Regions from separate parts of the Mus musculus genome. Here all the other regions are linked to region 1. A link is a contact called in public promoter capture Hi-C data. All regions are on one chromosome and are shown on one strand. The core of a region is the stretch at or near the end of the contact, and the rest is flanking DNA. Distances in the headings are between cores, read along the strand shown.

Region 1 (3,924 bases), core at 675-3,174:
AGCCTCCAGGATAGAAATCTGGAAGTGGGCACACACGCAGTATGCTATCACTTCTCTGCTTCTCCATAAGGGCAAGCTGAGACTCGAGGCACGATTAGATAAGGCCCAAAGAACCACGCTGAGCATTGATGCTCCTGGCTCAACTATCCTAGCAGCCAACCCACTACACGCCAAACCCATTTGCCAGCTCCTGCAGCATGGCCCTGAAGCAGCTATGGATGGATACTACCCTTATTGGATACTACACTGATTCTATAAATGGAAAAGGGCTGCTGGAGAGACAGAAACAAATCTAGAACCTTAGAGAGAAAGACAAATGCCTCTCTGGTTAAAAAAAAGAAGAAGAAAAATCAGTCATGTTACTAGAAATGTTAAATGCAACATTTTGAAGCATTTAAAACAAATATGAAAACCCATGATTTACAAAATACCTCAATTTTAAGTAAAGGACAGAACCAGTCTTTCTGATCTCTCGGCCTTGTCTCATGCTCCGATTTGGACCGGCACAACCCTAGAATTCAGAGTGGAACGCAGCGCAGCTCAACGCGGGGGTGGGGTGGGGGGCAGACATCTTCAGCCACCCGCACTGAACTTCGTCTCCATCATTTTATAATCTCAAAGAGCTAGCTCTCAGGTGATCCCTGATCCTCATTCATCTCAGGTGCACGTCTGGCATGACCCAGCTCCCAATGAGTATCAGGGCTGAGATTCTATTTCGTGGTTGCTATGTATTTAGGTAAATGGAAGGAAGTCCCAGCCTCCACCAAAGGAGGGGCTTACTTTAAAATAGTTCTGGAAGGTGCGAGGGCTCCCAAGAGAGCGACAAACAACACAGGTGCCTGTCTTCCCACTTGGATTTTCTGGTTCATTTCTGACACAATGCCAACTGGCCACCTGCAGGCCACAAGTCCAGTCACACCTCGGCCTTCCTTTCCCCTTGCATTTCAAAAACAAAAACAAACAAACAAAACAAACAAAAACAAAACAAAACAAACGCTTGCTCATTTGAGTAACTACCCCGCCTCTCAGCAGTTGTACACCTACCTACCTCATACTGAAAACGAAGTCCTGCCGGTTAGTAAATGACTGCTCAGCAAATATTTGTTGATTCAAATTCTGATTATGTCTAAGATTAAACTCAGACTCCCCTCTGGTGGCTTGTAACCTAAGCCCCAAGCCTGTTAAATAAACCATGACCCGAAGCATAAGGAAGACAGCCTGTGTGTCCACCGTCTCCCTCTCCGTGGCCCTGGGAGACAGACGCGATTATGCTCTGGTACTAAGAACTGAAACGCGGGCAGCAAGCCCTGTCCCCCCCCCCCCCCCCCCCGTTTTCTTAGTGTTAAAACTGGTTAAACTGCTCAGCTCTGCCTCACATTTCAAAGTTAAGTCCAGCAAAGCGCTCAGAGGAAAACTTTGGGCACTTGCGCGTCTGGCTTCTCTCGGCCCCACCGACCATAGTGTCGTGGACGTGGCCCCCACAGGGGTGGCGTGGGTACCCTTCACGTCCAAAGGGCCCTGGGCTACCTGAGCTCTTCTCGCCACTACCTCCCCAGCTCCACGACAGGACGCGACTTCGGGAACGCGTCAGACTCTCACCCCCAACCCAGCTCCCTCCAACCTCCCTGGGTCTGCGCCCCACGCATGCTGCGTGGCCACGCCATTTCAGACTGTCCCAGGTACCTGGCACTGGAGCGTGGCCGTGTTTGGCGAGCGTGCCGGGAAGGGCTCAGTCCGCGGGGACAAGCGGGGGCTGCTCTGCCGGGGTGCACCCTGACCCCCGGCCGCAGCGTCGAGGGCCGGCGGCGCCGCGCAGCAGGTGGCGGTAGGGCGCGGGTAGCGCGGGGTCTGCGGCCGGGGGATGGACGCGGACGCGGGCGCGACCCTCGGGCGGCCGCGCTGGCCCTGCGCTGGGCGCGCGCTCCCGGCTCCCGACTCGGCTGCGCGCGGCCCGGCGGGGGCGGACGCGGCTGTTCCGCTCTGCTCAGCTCTGCTCCGCGCCGCCCAGGCCCGCGCGCCTCCCCCGCGCCGCTCCCGCCGGGCACGCGGGACCCTGGCCACCCCACGTGGCGGCGCTGCAGAGCTGGGAGCTTGGCTGGCTCCTGCCTGCGCGAGGTCCGAGGGCTGGGGGACCACCGCCAGGACGAGGACGCTCACGATCGCGGCTCCTGCGCGCCACCTCCCTGTCACCCGAGCCTCGGAGAGTGGGCGCCCGGGTGGCAGGGAGGAACGTGCGCATACGGATAAAAAGTAAAAGTTGTTTCATAACCTTGTGGGTCCGAGCGTCTGAGGGCTAATGAGGGAAGCTGCCGCCCCGTCTCTAGGTGAATCATTGCTGTGGCACTGGCAAGTGTGGGATAAAAAGCTGAAGGAGACGTCTCAGCTTCGGTCCCCACCCCTACATCTAACAGAGGAGCTGGCCCATTTGGGGAAGGAGCGGGCTGCCCCCCCCCCCCCCCCCCCCCCCCCGGCTCCTCAGCTAAGCTACCTACAGAGAGAGCCCTCTTTTGGCCTGCTGACACTGCCATGGTCAAGGGGTGAAGTACAAGGAATGTCAGCTGAGCCCCAGCAGGACGCCCAGGCTGCAGTAGCAGGAGCCCCAGGTAGAAAAGAGAATTCTCCCATCAGACAGTGGCACTGGGGTGGAGTGGTTCCTGAGTTCTGACTTCCGCAGCGATGTTAAGAGTGCCACTGTCAGATCTAGAGGAATCCATACTCCACCGTTGAGCCTTGGGGCTGATATCTTGGGACCAGGGACGCAGAGAAACCCAAGAAGCACACACTTGCACCTCTATCTTGAAAAGCGGACTTTAAAATTAGACCAAAATCCCAAACAAAATAGGAAAGAACCTGGCGAGAGATCTCATTTGGTTGGGTACATGAAAGGAAGTTAGTTGCCTTTTTAACTTTTGGGTGTAATCGATCCCTTTGGTTCAAGCTAGTCACTTAAAAGTCTCCTTTGATGGTTAAATGAAATTAATTCCCTCAAAGAACATAAACAAATCATGAATCAGTCTCCTAATTGACAACCACTCACAGTGAGCAGGTGACTCACAGAGGAGCAAATGAATTGCTTAGGTGTGTGTTTGCCTTGTTTGAAATCCTCAAACTAAACTGAACAACTACAAGCAAGCCTGTGCCTTCACCCACCCACCCTAAGCCTGCTGTTGCTTGCTGTTCAGATCAACACGTATTCTGCACGGCTGTAACCGCTAAATATTTATTGACTCCGTAAATTGCCTTTCTAACCTAAGAATTTTTGTTTCCAGAGTATCAGAAGCCTCTGGCTTTACTTGTGTGTGCTTGTGGGTGGCTTTTGAAGTTCCTGGAGGGTTTCAGAGGACAAAAAAACCCAGAGGATCTTGGTGATTAGCTAAGGCTGAGAACACAGTGTCAACACCCAAAATAGAAAGTGGTTGGGAACTCGATGACTAGGTTGGCAACAGGGAAAACTAAGGAGGAACTGTGAGGAGGAAGAGCTGCCTACAGGAGACTCCCAGGGACTTCCTTCTCGGACAACTCTGGTCCTCAAAGCTGCTGTCCTGGCGGCTCTTCTCCTTATTTCTGTCACCAAGCCTTCAAGCCAGTTGAGAAAATGCTATTGTATTCAAGTAAGGCTTTATGGAACTTCAAGGAAAGTTTCTTTTTTTCTTCTTCTTTCAATTTTTTATTAAATATTTTCTTTATTTACATTTTAATTGTTATCCCAAAAGTTTGCAAGGCCAAGGGGCCTCTCTTTCCACTGATGGCCAACTAGGCCATCTTCTGCTACATATGCAGCTAGAAGAAAGGAAACAGTTTCTTAATGCCAGCAGCAACCACCGCACAGCCGAGATCATAGGGTTAAGGCGCTTTCTTTCCAGCTGCTACAAAGTCTCTCTTAGCTATCCCCAAACACCCTCTTCCAAGGGAAGAGACCCTATT
Region 2 (4,146 bases), core at 97-2,596, 1.0 Mb before region 1:
GGAGAGGAAATCAGCTACACTTTAAAGATAGCTAGATGCTACGCCTCAGCCTTACTCTATTCAAGAACCCTTGTCTTCACCAGCAGACAGAGACCACATACTGGGTCCATGGAGGGGAACCACTTGGTGGTCTCCAAGTACCTTTCTTGGGTAGTAAGAGGAGAGGCAGTCCCTGTCCCTGCTGGAAGCTGGACCTAGGCTTTCAACATGAACTGGACACACCTTCCACTTAGTAAATGAGTCACCTACTCACACCCTTTGCCTACCAGTCTCTATTAGGGCCAAAATAACATATCCAAGTAACAAGCGAGAGGCTCCAAGCCCAAACTCAGCCAGGCAGGTGCCTCTGAGCTCATTAGCTTGTTGGCCACCAAACAGGTAGGTAGCCTGATGTACACTGTAGCCTGCCCCAAGCACACCCCCAAAGTCCAGGACTAGCCTCTCTGATAAACAAGTTATGATTTAAGGGAGCCCACATGGGTGCTCCAAAAAAAGGCAGCCACAAAGATGCCATCAGGGGCTCACGTGGGAAGGAGTCAGTTCCCAGAAAGAGAAGTGTGTCACCGTCAAAAGCTCCAAGGCCTACACATCAGCTCTGGGCACAGCTAGAGAAAACCCCAGCCACGTCAAGGCCTCTAAGGATAGACAGCTCCTAGGGCCACTGAAGGTAAGCACAACCCAGGCTGGAAGACAACGCCCCGGGAAGCAGGACCTCTTTTCTTTCAGGCTTGCAAACTACTACCCCAAACTGCTCCGTCCTGGGGAAAGTGGCTACACTCTCCGAAAAGATCATTTAGAGTGAGGGGGTTAGTTAAAGCGGCAAAGAGGCCACCAGGTGGTGGCTGGTGGAAATTAACGTGCAGTGTTTGCTTCTGGGTGCAGCCCCTTGGGAAGTGTTGTAAAGATCACCAGGCCCTTCAAGAGATAAAGCCAGCAGTGTGCAAGAAGTCAAATGTCAGCCGACCTCCATCAGGCGGCCAGAGCTTACCACCAAGCAAAGGGCCAGGGGTCTTAACTTGCCCAGCGATCCCACCCCAGACAGACGCGTTCACCGGCCTAGAGCATTAAGGACCGCCTGACTGTGATCAGCTGTACCGCACATCCTGGACTCCGAGGGAGGTGCTCCCGAGGCCCACCCCTGGCCCCACCAGCGTGGGCCACCGCACGCCGCCTGCGACCCCGCGGCGGGTCACAGTCCTTCCCCCACCCCCCGCTGCCCGGCCTCACATTGTCGATGACCACGGGCTGGTTAGCGATGATGTCGTAGGACTCCATGGCCCGGCCGAGCCGGCCCTGCCCAGCAGGCGGGCTGCAGGAGGACCGGCGGGCTACAAGGTTCGCGGGGAGACCTGGACGGATGCGACTCCAGACACCGCGCCGCTCCCCTCCCCCAGTGCGCTGCCTACGCGAACGCGGCCCCGTGGCCAATCACAGATGCCAAATGACCTGATTGACGGCCGGCGCCGGGGAGGGTTGCTGGGGGAAGTGGGAGGGGCCTCTTGGAGCCGGCTAACCAATTGAAGCTTTCCGGAAGAACAGCCAGGCGTTGCCAAGGTAGGCTGCGCGGCCGTAAGATGATGTCATGGCTGGGTTCTTAAAGGGGGCAAGAATTAAAAAGGAGGTGGTAGGTCTATTGAAATCAGGAAGTCTTTTGAGTTCACCTACTGGAAGGTCTTTCTTTTGATGAGACATCTGTGAGCATTCCTCTTCTTAGGATGTCAGCTCTGATTATTTCAACGGGAGAGTTAGTTTAGTTAGATTTATTCATCTTTTTTGGTTTTTAGAGGTAGGATCTCTGTGAAACCAAGGCTAGCCTTCAACTTGTGATTCTCCCGCCTCACAAATGCTGGAATTACAGGCATGTACTACCATACCAAGCAACAGTTTTGGATTTAATAAGATTCAAACGCTAGGTGAATAATTGTATTTTATTTTAGAAGTATCATAGATTTACATTTAGACCTATGTTTAATTTGAGTTAGTTTTTATACATGTATCAAGTAAGCATCGGGGCATTTATCACTAAGGCTGTCTACCTGGGGTTTGATCCCAGAGACCCATATGGTAAAAGAGAACCGGCTTCCACAATTCTGATTGCTACAAGTGCACCATGGAATATGTACAGCCACACACACACATTCGCAAACAAAATAAATAATGTACAAAAAAAAGTGGGGGGTTGGCAAAGAGAAACTGGGTGTGATCATGTCATTCCTGGTAACAGGGAGGCAGAGGCAGGCCAATATCGGAGTTCCAGAGGTTGACAGAGGCTACATAGTGGAATCCTGCCTCAAAAAATTATATATATATATATATATATATATATATATATATATATATATATATATATAATTTATATTTATATAAATTTATAATGAGAGAGAGAAATTTTTTTCAAATTGCCTTGGTGCCTATGTCAATAGTTGATAGTTTCTGTCTACCTTTTATTCTGTTTCACTGGTCCATTAGCCAATAACACATAAACTTGTGGCGTCAGTTTTATGTTGTTGGGCAAAACATCAGAGAAAATCATCTTAAGAGAGGTCATATCTCTTAACTGTTTGATAGCGTTCACTCATGAAGTTACCTAGATCTTGAGTTTTCTTTGTGGGAAGAAAGTGTGTATATTTATAATATACAAATTAAGTTTTTAAAAAAGAGATGTAGACTGGTTCTGGTGGTGGTGGCAGCTTCCCCTTTCCATCCTCCTCTTCCTCTTCTTCCTCCTCCTTTGGTGTGCTGAACACAGAACCTGCACCTAGATAAGTTCTCTACCAACTAGCTACACTTGCGGTCTTGCTGTATCTTCTTGAGTTACATTGTTTTGTTACTTTGTATGTCATGGAATTTGTCAGCTTTGGGCAAATGTAATGGGCAAAAAGTTGTCCATAATGTATCCAGGGTTTTCTTTCAGTGTCTACAGAGATGTTTCCCTTCTCACTGGACACCTGGGATGCCCCCCCCCTTTTAACCCTGATCAGGCAGGCTAGAGCAGGGGAGCAGCAGTTCTCAATCTGTGGGTGGCAACCTCTTGGGGATCCCCTAAGACCATTGGAAGATAGGGATTCAAGTTATGATTTACAACAGTGGCAAAAATTACTGTTATGAAGTAGCAATGAAAATAGTCTTATGGTTGGGGAGTTACCACACAGGAGGAGCTGTATTAGAGGGTCACAGCATTTCCTCAAAACACTAGCTTTCAATTTCATTGACTAGTCTTTCCAATGGTGCTTGCATTCCTTTTTTTTTTTTTTTTTTTGGTTTTTTGAGACAGGGTTTCTCTGTATAGCCCTGGCTGTCCTGGAACTCACTTTGTAGATCAGGTTGGCCTCGAACTCAGAAATCCACCTGCCTCTGCCTCCTAAGTGCTGAGATTAAAGGCGTGCGCCACCACGCCCAGCTTGGTGCTTGCATTTTTAATGGATTGTAGCATTGACTATGAAGAAGAGTATACTGTAGAGAAGTTTGTAGCTCACAGACACTAGAGTATTTTCTATTTACCTCTCAACAGGACAAGTTTGCTGACTCCTACTCTTGTCCTAGGCAACTTGTGTAAAAGTTTTTTTTAACCTAGGTGTAGTGGCCAAGAGTTGGGCCAACAAGATGGCTTGGTGTGCAGTGGTGCATGCCGCCAAGTCTGACAGTTCAATCCTTGAGTGCCACATGGTGGAGGGTGAGAAATGACTCCTCTAAGTCTGCCTCTGTCCGCCACATATGCACTGTGACATGAAATACATACTCTTTTCTGGTGTGCATGAAGACAGTATACTTATATACATACAATAAATCTTTTTAAAATTTTTCTCAAAAAACAACAAACAAACAAAAAACCCAAACACACTTCATATGAAGGCTGGAGATATAGCTCAGATATGAGGAATATGCTGTACCTAGGTGGAGCCCCTTACAACAATTTGTATGTAACTTCAGTTTTAGGGGACCCCCACATTGTCTGGTCTCCAAGGGCATCCACACGCATAGATAAATACACATTTAAAATTTACTTTATATGATAAAAGGGAGAGTATTAGAGGAACAGCTAGTAAATGCTTGTGGAGTGTATTGTTTCATTAACGTGAATAGCCTATCAAAATCATTTAGCATGCATTATATTTAAAATAAGTATTACTGCATTAAATTTTATAT
Region 3 (3,945 bases), core at 58-2,557, 1.2 Mb before region 1:
AATTGATGTTTGTATGTGTATGTTTGCGTGTATGCACATATGCCATGTGGGACTGTTTCAGTTATGTCTACAGAATCCATTTTAGAAAAAAAATTCAAGAGGCTGGAGAGATGGACTCAGTGGTTAAGAGCACTTACCACTCTTGCAGAAGGCCTGGTTCCCAGAACCAACATGGTGGCTCACAAATGTCAACTCTAGTTCCAGGGGATGTAGTGCCCTCTTCTAGCCTCCTTCGGCACCTGCATACACAACACACATACATACACTTGGGCCCACACAGACACAAAACAAAACAAAACATATGTATAAGATGTGTACATGTCTTAGTACATTTAGGGAGAAAGTAGAGAGAAAAATGCAAAAAACAGGGATACCCATAGAGAAGCTAATCCCATAAAGACCACATACAATGAACGAAGAATGCTCCATCTGATCATGCAGGTGTCTTCCAAAATAAGGACAAAAAGAACCCTCTCAAACAGCTTTCTCAACCCGAGGAATCAGAATAAACTGTGGTTGTGAAGCTAGCATGTATGGAAATTCCTGACAGCTGCTATCTCCCTGCATGGCTGAATGACCCGAATGTCAGGTGCATGTCAGAAACCAAAGGCACACAGAATCAGTCTCTAAACATCGTTTTATTGTAAGCTTAATTACATGAAACAAGTGTGAAGATTCAAGGAAACAGATTTTTCTGGGTTTGAGTATTTACTATGGACCTTCCTATCAAGGCATCTTCCTCAAAAGCAGGTGTCTGTCTTGATATCCACAGAGCCCAACGCAAAGCTAAGAGACTTTAGCTTTAAAACAAACCAATAGAGCTGGGTGAGGTTAAGAATGTGTGCTGAGGACCAGAGTTCAGTTCCCAGCACAGCTTCCCATTAGCTTGGAACTCCAGCTCCAGGGGGAATTCGACGCCCTCTTGCGTCTGCCCAAAGCACTGCCCTCGCAAGCGCAAACCCACATACAAATACAAATGATAAGAAAATGTTTTAAACAAACGACTCCAGGTTTCCCTGTGCCCAGTCCCTGGTTCTTATTCAGCCCTTAGCCTTGCTGGCCAGAGGGTTAATGACCTTCCTTTGCTCGTCCACACGCGCCGGGAACTCCGAGGCCGTCCCAGACAGCCGCCCCGCGTCCTCCCTTGCCTGCGGAGCCCCACGCCCCTCCGGCTCGCCCCGCCCCGCGCCGCTTGTTTACTCCCCGGCGCAGCCTAGTTCTCCCCAGAGCCCGCCCCCGCCAGCCGCTTATTGGTCAAAGTGACGCGGAGGCCCGCGCCGATTGGCTGCAACAACAGAGGCGCGGGTGAGTGGGGTAGGCTGCGCCCGAGGCCCAGAAGGGGTAGCAGGCCATGGCGGCGGCTGCTGCGGCTGTGGTGGGTTGGTTGGGCTGGGTGCTTGCCGCGTTCTGTCTGGGCAGCACCGCAGGGGAGGCGGCGCCGGCGCCGGGCGCGGGACTGCTGAACTTCTGCACGGAAGAGGACAGCGCACCGGGCGCGGGCTCCCTGCGCGGAAGGGCAGCGCCAGAGGCCACTTTGTGCTTGCGACTCTTCTGCTCCGGCTTGGCCAACAGCTCCTGGACCTGGGTAGCCGCCGAGGGCGCAGGCTGCCCGGAGGGCGGACGGGCCACGGAGCCCGAGGAGGCGGCCGCCCCGACGGGCGAGTGGCGCGCGCTGCTGCGCCTGCGCGCCGAGGCCGGCCACCCGCGCTCCGCGCTGCTGGCGGTGCGCGTGGAGCCGGGTGGTGGGGCCGCGGAGGAGGCGGCGCCGCCCTGGGCGCTGGGGCTGGGGGCGGCCGGGCTGCTGGCCCTGGCGGCGGTGGCGCGCGGCCTGCAGCTGAGCGCGCTGGCGCTGGCGCCGGCCGAGGTGCAGGTGCTGCGCGAGAGCGGCTCGGAGGCGGAGCGCGCGGCGGCGCGGCGCCTGGAACCCGCGCGGCGCTGGGCCGGCTGCGCCCTGGGCGCGCTGCTGCTTCTGGCCAGCCTGGCGCAGGCGGCACTGGCCGTGCTGCTGTACGGGGCGGCGGGCCAGCGCGCCGTGCCCGCCGTGCTGGGTTGCGCGGGGCTGGTGTTCCTGGTGGGTGAGGTGCTGCCGGCCGCCGTGAGCGGACGCTGGGCGCTGGCGCTGGCGCCGCGCGCGTTGGGCCTCAGCCGCCTGGCGGTGCTGCTCACCTTGCCCGTGGCGCTGCCGGTCGGGCAGCTGCTGGAGCTGGCAGCGCGGCCGGGGCGTCTGCGGGAGCGCGTGCTGGAGCTGGCGCGCGGCGGCGGCGACCCCTACAGCGACCTCAGCAAGGGAGTGCTGCGCTCCCGGACCGTGGAGGACGTGCTCACGCCGCTCGAAGACTGCTTTATGCTGGACTCCGGCACTGTCCTAGACTTCAGCGTCCTCGCCAGCATCATGCAGAGCGGCCACACGCGCATCCCAGTGTACGAGGAGGAGCGCTCCAACATCGTGGACATGCTCTACCTCAAAGACTTGGCTATCGTTGAGCCCGAGGACTGCACACCGCTCAGCACCATCACCCGCTTCTACAACCATCCACTCCACTTTGTCTTCAACGATACCAAACTGGACGCTGTCCTGGAGGAGTTCAAGCGAGGTAAGGGGACGCCCCTGTTAGAAAGGCCCCAGAAAGTGATGGCCTTGTACCTGCGAATGACCTTTGGAAATATTTAAAGACCCACCTTTTAGAAGCGGAAGGAAGTGCTATGGGAGTCTGATGCGGGAGGATCGGAAGGTGGTTACCCTGTTTGTTAAATAGAAAATTTTAAAAAAGTTGGGGATGTAGCTCAGTGCTTGCCTAACATACATGAAGCCCTGACCATTACCCAGTACCACATAAACCCAAGCAGTGGCCTACCTACTTAGAAGGATGGAAGCCGGCCTGGACTAAAGATTCTGTCTCAAAAGTAAATGAATGAATAAAAAGATCCATTGGCAGGCAGCAAGCATGCCTACTTGGCTCTAATCCCAGAGGTTTCCTTCTCCTGGGCTGTATTGTGCACTTGGGCTTCCTAGTTGCCCCAGATTCTTGGATAGTAACTAAAATGATGTCAAGAGGGTTAGGTAACTGGAAACTGTTGTCTTTGCCTTTTTAGCATTAAATTAGCTGGACCTGTAATGGTTCCTGGCCCTTTCAGATTGTGGGATTAGAAAGGACTCATAATACTTACTGTGGGTACTGAGAGAACTTCCATTTTAATGTCATCGGAAGCAACTCATGAATAATGACTTAATTTTCCTTCCTGGCTTTTTTCTCCCTCTTAATTTTTTTTTTTTTTGAGATTTTTATTGTTATGTTTATGAGTGCCTGTGTTGTTCCTCATGCATGCAGTGCCTATGGAAGCCAGAAGAAGGCGCTAGGTTCCTTGAGACTGGAATTACAGCCAGCCACCCTGCTGGTCCTGGGAACTGAACCCTGCATCCTCTGGTGCTCTTGCTTCCTCTCTTTCATTTAAATTGTTTTTCAGTGCATGTCAGCTACCTGCTCTTCCCTAACCCCATCTCCATTCTCCCCTTTTTTACCTTAATGTCTCCTTTCATTCTTTTTGAGCAACCCCTATTTTTTTGTTTTGTTTGTTTGTTTTGTTTTGTTTGTTTGTTTGAAACAGTGTTTCTCTGTGTAGCCCTGGCTGTCCAGGACCTCACTCTGTAGACCAGGCTGGCCTCAAACTCAGAAATCTGCCTGCCTCTGCCTCCCGAGTGCTGGGATTAAAGGCGGCGCCACCACGGCCTGGCGATCAGCCCTTTTTTGTTTTTTAAGATGTACTTATTTTCTGTGTGTGAGTGTTTTGCCTGCATGTGTTTATGTACACGGTGTGTGTGTCTGGTGCCTGAGACAGTCAGAAGAGGGCTTCGGATCCCCCAGAACTGGAGTTACAAATGGTTGTGAGGCACCGTATGGGTGCTGGCAACAAAACCCAGGTCTTCTGCAAGAGCAAATACATGTG
Region 4 (3,618 bases), core at 382-2,881, 1.8 Mb after region 1:
TCTACTTAATCCACCATCAATTAAGCCACCGTCTCCAGTGTTGTACATACACAGCCCTCTCAGGCCACTTGGCCTCTACTGAGCTTTGCAGGATGCTACCAAGTTCTTGTTCTCCAGTCCAACACTAAATTCCATGGTGCTACCCAGGGCCTCACAAAGGGCTCAAAGGCCCCCTTCCTTCTACTGTAACTCTCCCCCCACCCCCACGAAGCCCACCTGCTGCACAAGTTGTCCCTGTTCAGGGGGGTTCGTGGCCACTCAGCTGCCCAGAACGTTCCACTGTCTACTAACCCTTTCAACCAGAATCCTGTGGTCTCCTACCCACTACTGAATTCTCAGGAGAGTCTCGGTTGTCATCGTGGACCCTGACCCCACCCTACACCTGCTAGCTTTTCCTGAAGCTAAAATACATGATTTTAGGTAGAAGCATATTCCTCATTTCTCCAACCAGACTCTGCTCCCAAAGGGCCGTCTCCAGACTGGCCCAGGTGCAGACAGTCACCAGCAATTAACCCGAGCGCACCGTTTAGGTCTGTTGACCCCCTCAGCGACATTCAGTAGAAGGTTATGAAAGGACCATCATCTGAAGTCCCTTTTACCAGAGGTGGCTCCTTAACCAAAGGAATCATTCCAACCCCCTAGGCAAAACACGACAATTCCCCTTCCCTGATTGAGCAGGTGCTCTAGCTAATAACGCGAGCTGATCCCAATCTCTTAACAGCTTTGAGCCATAACTTTTAGAAGGGGAAAATGCCTTGCTTGGAGACAACTTCAAAGCCTATCGTATTTTTGTCCTATCGTTCCACAGAAGACATTGAAAGGAGAAACAAAAGCGGCATGCTTAACTTCGCTACGCAACTATAGTGCCTCAGTTTCCCCTCGAAGCGAAGACAGCCCCCGCCTCCTGGGCCAGAAAGTCCTGGATCTCTAGAACCTCCCGATGATCTGGCCTGAAGTCCGCAGCTGCAACACCACCTGGAGCCACAGCTGCGTCCAGATGGCCAAGTCCGGGCCTGCCTGGGCGCACCCTTCTGTCACCTGGCGGGGCCCTAGGGCGCCCCGATCTCGCTGCCTTGGGGCAAGCTCTAGAAGCTGCGTCTCCAGCGTTCGCGAGCCAGGTCACACCAGATGCACCTGCCTCTCTCGGCCCGTGGGTCCCTGAGCTCCAAGCCCGACCGGAGCTCGCGTGAGAAACGCAGGAAAAAGGAAAACAAGCCATAGGCAGGGCCGTCCTGGCCTCGTCGGCTGCCACCGAGACACCACCTGCGACGCGGCCGGGCGGCAGGGACAGAGGCCGGGCCGGGCCGCCGCGCGCGCCCCTTACCGGTGAGGCGGCCGCCCCCCTCGCCGTGCCCGCGGCGCCGCTGCAAGACGAAGTAGCAGCTGCTCTTCTGGGTCACCCAGAGCTTCAGCGCGTTCTTGAGCAGCACCTCCTCGGGCTTGAGCCACATCGCGGCGAACCTGCCGCGCCTGCGGGTCCCGGTTCACATCGCCCCAGCAGCCGGCCGCACCGGGCCGAGCCCGCTTGGAAGGAGGCGGCGGGAACTGCGCGCGGAGACAGAAGCGGGAGCGCCTGCCGAGCCCCGGAGCGCGGAGACCACAGCTCGCCGGGCTCACCCCGCGCTGCCTGCCGTGGCCCCGCCCCGGCTAGACCCTGCCCACCAGCCGCGGTCCCGCCCACCCCCGAAGCCACGCCCTCCACCCTCCCCGAGGCTCCAGTGGCGCCTCCCTGGTTTCCTAGTCTCTGCGGCTCCCGGCCAGGGTTCCGGAGTGGCGGGAGGAAATCGGAGCCACTGCCAGGTCTCCTCCCTCTAGTCCCGGACGAGTCTCGAATTCCCTCCTTCCCGGTAGGAAGCGAGCAACTGCGCAAGTTGTCTCCACGCTCCTTGTTTAAAAGCTGGAGGAAGGACCTAGGGGGAAAAGACATCTTGTTATCCAAGCTGCAGGTTGCCCAACCCAGAGTCTTAACCTTAAAGAGCACAATGCACGCCAGTAAACTGGAGTGTGTTCAAGTTTCAAATAACCAAAAGCTAACACTGAAAATTGGAGACAATTGTATCTGGATTTTTTTTTAATGCTGCGCTCTTCATTTTTTTTTTAAATTAACACAGAATGCTACATATTTTAGTCCATATATACAGCAAGGAGAGGGTCAGAGAAATTGCTTTCCGTTAATTCAAACATTTACATTTCTTCTTTATTACATTTTATTTATTGGAGGGGGTGGTCACGAGAGACAGTTTGGCGCGTGGAAGTCAGAAGACAACTTTGAGGAGTCAGTCTTGGCTTCCATTATGTGGACCCTGGGAATCCAACTCAGGTCATCAGGCCTGGCAGCAGGAGTCATTCTTGACATCCCCCACTTATTATTTCTCTTACAGAATATTTTTTCATGCTTTTGTAAGGATACAACTGAAGCTATAGGAGAGGTGGCAACGCAGAAACCTGAGTCCAGCAGCAGACCATACTGAACACTGAATGTCTTACAGAGACATAGGACCTAGAAGGCACCACTATGAGACTCACCCCTGCAGGTCCTCTCCGGAAAAAAATAAGGCTCTTGTGTCTATTCTGAGAAAACATTAAAGAAAAAAACAAACCCACTAGAACATGGGAGCAGGTAATAGTAACGAGAAGCCACGGGGCATGTGAGTACAGGGTTTTAAATAAATATTTTCTCTAGGCTAGAGTAGACATGTTAGCTGTCCTTGAAAAAGGCCGAGGGAAAGGGATCCACGTGTTCTCTGTGGGGAGGTGGTTAGATCGGATATCTTAGCCAAAGGGAGGGGAAAGGTTCCCTTAGTCCCTGGGTTTTGACAAAAGGACAAAATGTGGTTGTTAAGTAGGACAGAACTGGAAAGTAGAAGCTGTCCTGGGGGAGGATCAGAAACTGGTCAGATCCAACAGACAGTAGCCCTGTAGAAAGCAAAGTGAGACGGGAGGTTGGGGGATGGGGAGGACGGTGGAGGGGAAAATAAGCAAGTTTTAGAGCCATGTTGTATACAAATGTCACCACGAAGTAAGCCCATTTCTCTGCAGACCAATCAAAAAATACAGAGAGAAAGAAGAGGAAGAAGAAGAAGAAGAAGAAGAAGAAGAAGAAGAAGAAGAAGAAGAAGAAGAAGAAAGAGAGATATTGAGAAAGCTGGTACACTGGCCAGCCACAGGCAACCATCTTCTCAAGAAAACAGAAGTTTATAAGCCACAATCACAGGCTTGGAGCCACACCAGAGTCAGAGGAGTCAGGGATGGGTGGCAAGAAAAGATTCCTTCACGAAACATTCCCAGGCACCCTTTGCTCTCTGAAGCACTTCGGGCCAGAACCATAGAGGTGAATTGGATATTAGTGCTTTTGTGTAACAAGATATTTCCTGGGAAAATGCAACACACATGTCTACTCACCTCAGATACCGATCCCATGACAGACCAAAGTGTGGACGCCACCAAAGTCCAACCTGGTCAACCAATGAGTTTTCTTGGGGTTACTTACAGGAATATGGGTGAGAGGTGACTTACAAGACCAGAAATGACTCAAAGACAGCTGCCTCACCAAAACCCACACCAGCATGAGTGACAGCTCACAAAGCTGGGAACCAGAAACACAGTGCACAGCCTGAG

Evidence for each region. Promoter capture Hi-C pulls out the DNA fragments that hold promoters and counts their contacts. Capture Hi-C pulls out chosen DNA fragments and counts their contacts.
Region 2: a promoter capture Hi-C map of adipose tissue shows a contact between it and region 1, with 2.6 times the contacts expected there. The contact joins the promoter of Actr1b here to the promoter of Cracdl in region 1. A contact is called at or near these places in 4 of 39 promoter capture datasets (the C10 cell line, cranial neural crest, embryonic stem cells and 1 more) and 1 of 9 other capture datasets (adipose tissue).
Region 3: a contact with region 1 is called in a promoter capture Hi-C map of stem cell-derived epiblast-like cells, with 4 times the contacts expected there. The contact joins the promoter of Cnnm3 here to the promoter of Cracdl in region 1. A contact is called at or near these places in 1 of 39 promoter capture datasets (stem cell-derived epiblast-like cells) and 1 of 115 datasets of contacts at active chromatin or transcription factors (astrocytes).
Region 4: a promoter capture Hi-C map of pre-B cells shows a contact between it and region 1, with 3 times the contacts expected there. The contact joins the promoter of Tbc1d8 here to the promoter of Cracdl in region 1.

What each region holds. Positions count from the first base shown.
Region 1 is chr1:37,717,887-37,721,810 of GRCm38.p6, forward strand. Cracdl (capping protein inhibiting regulator of actin like) reads right to left here and starts at 1,925. Exons shown (of 10, transcript NM_028096.1): 1 at 1,684-1,925.
Region 2 is chr1:36,708,579-36,712,724 of GRCm38.p6, forward strand. Actr1b (ARP1 actin-related protein 1B, centractin beta) reads right to left here and starts at 1,347. Exons shown (of 11, transcript NM_146107.2): 1 at 1,228-1,347. The coding sequence starts at 1,275.
Region 3 is chr1:36,510,560-36,514,504 of GRCm38.p6, forward strand. Cnnm3 (cyclin M3) reads left to right here and starts at 1,308. Exons shown (of 8, transcript NM_053186.3): 1 at 1,308-2,594. The coding sequence starts at 1,352.
Region 4 is chr1:39,477,116-39,480,733 of GRCm38.p6, forward strand. It overlaps Tbc1d8 (TBC1 domain family, member 8), which reads right to left and starts at 1,632. Exons shown (of 20, transcript NM_018775.4): 1 at 1,325-1,632. The coding sequence starts at 1,451.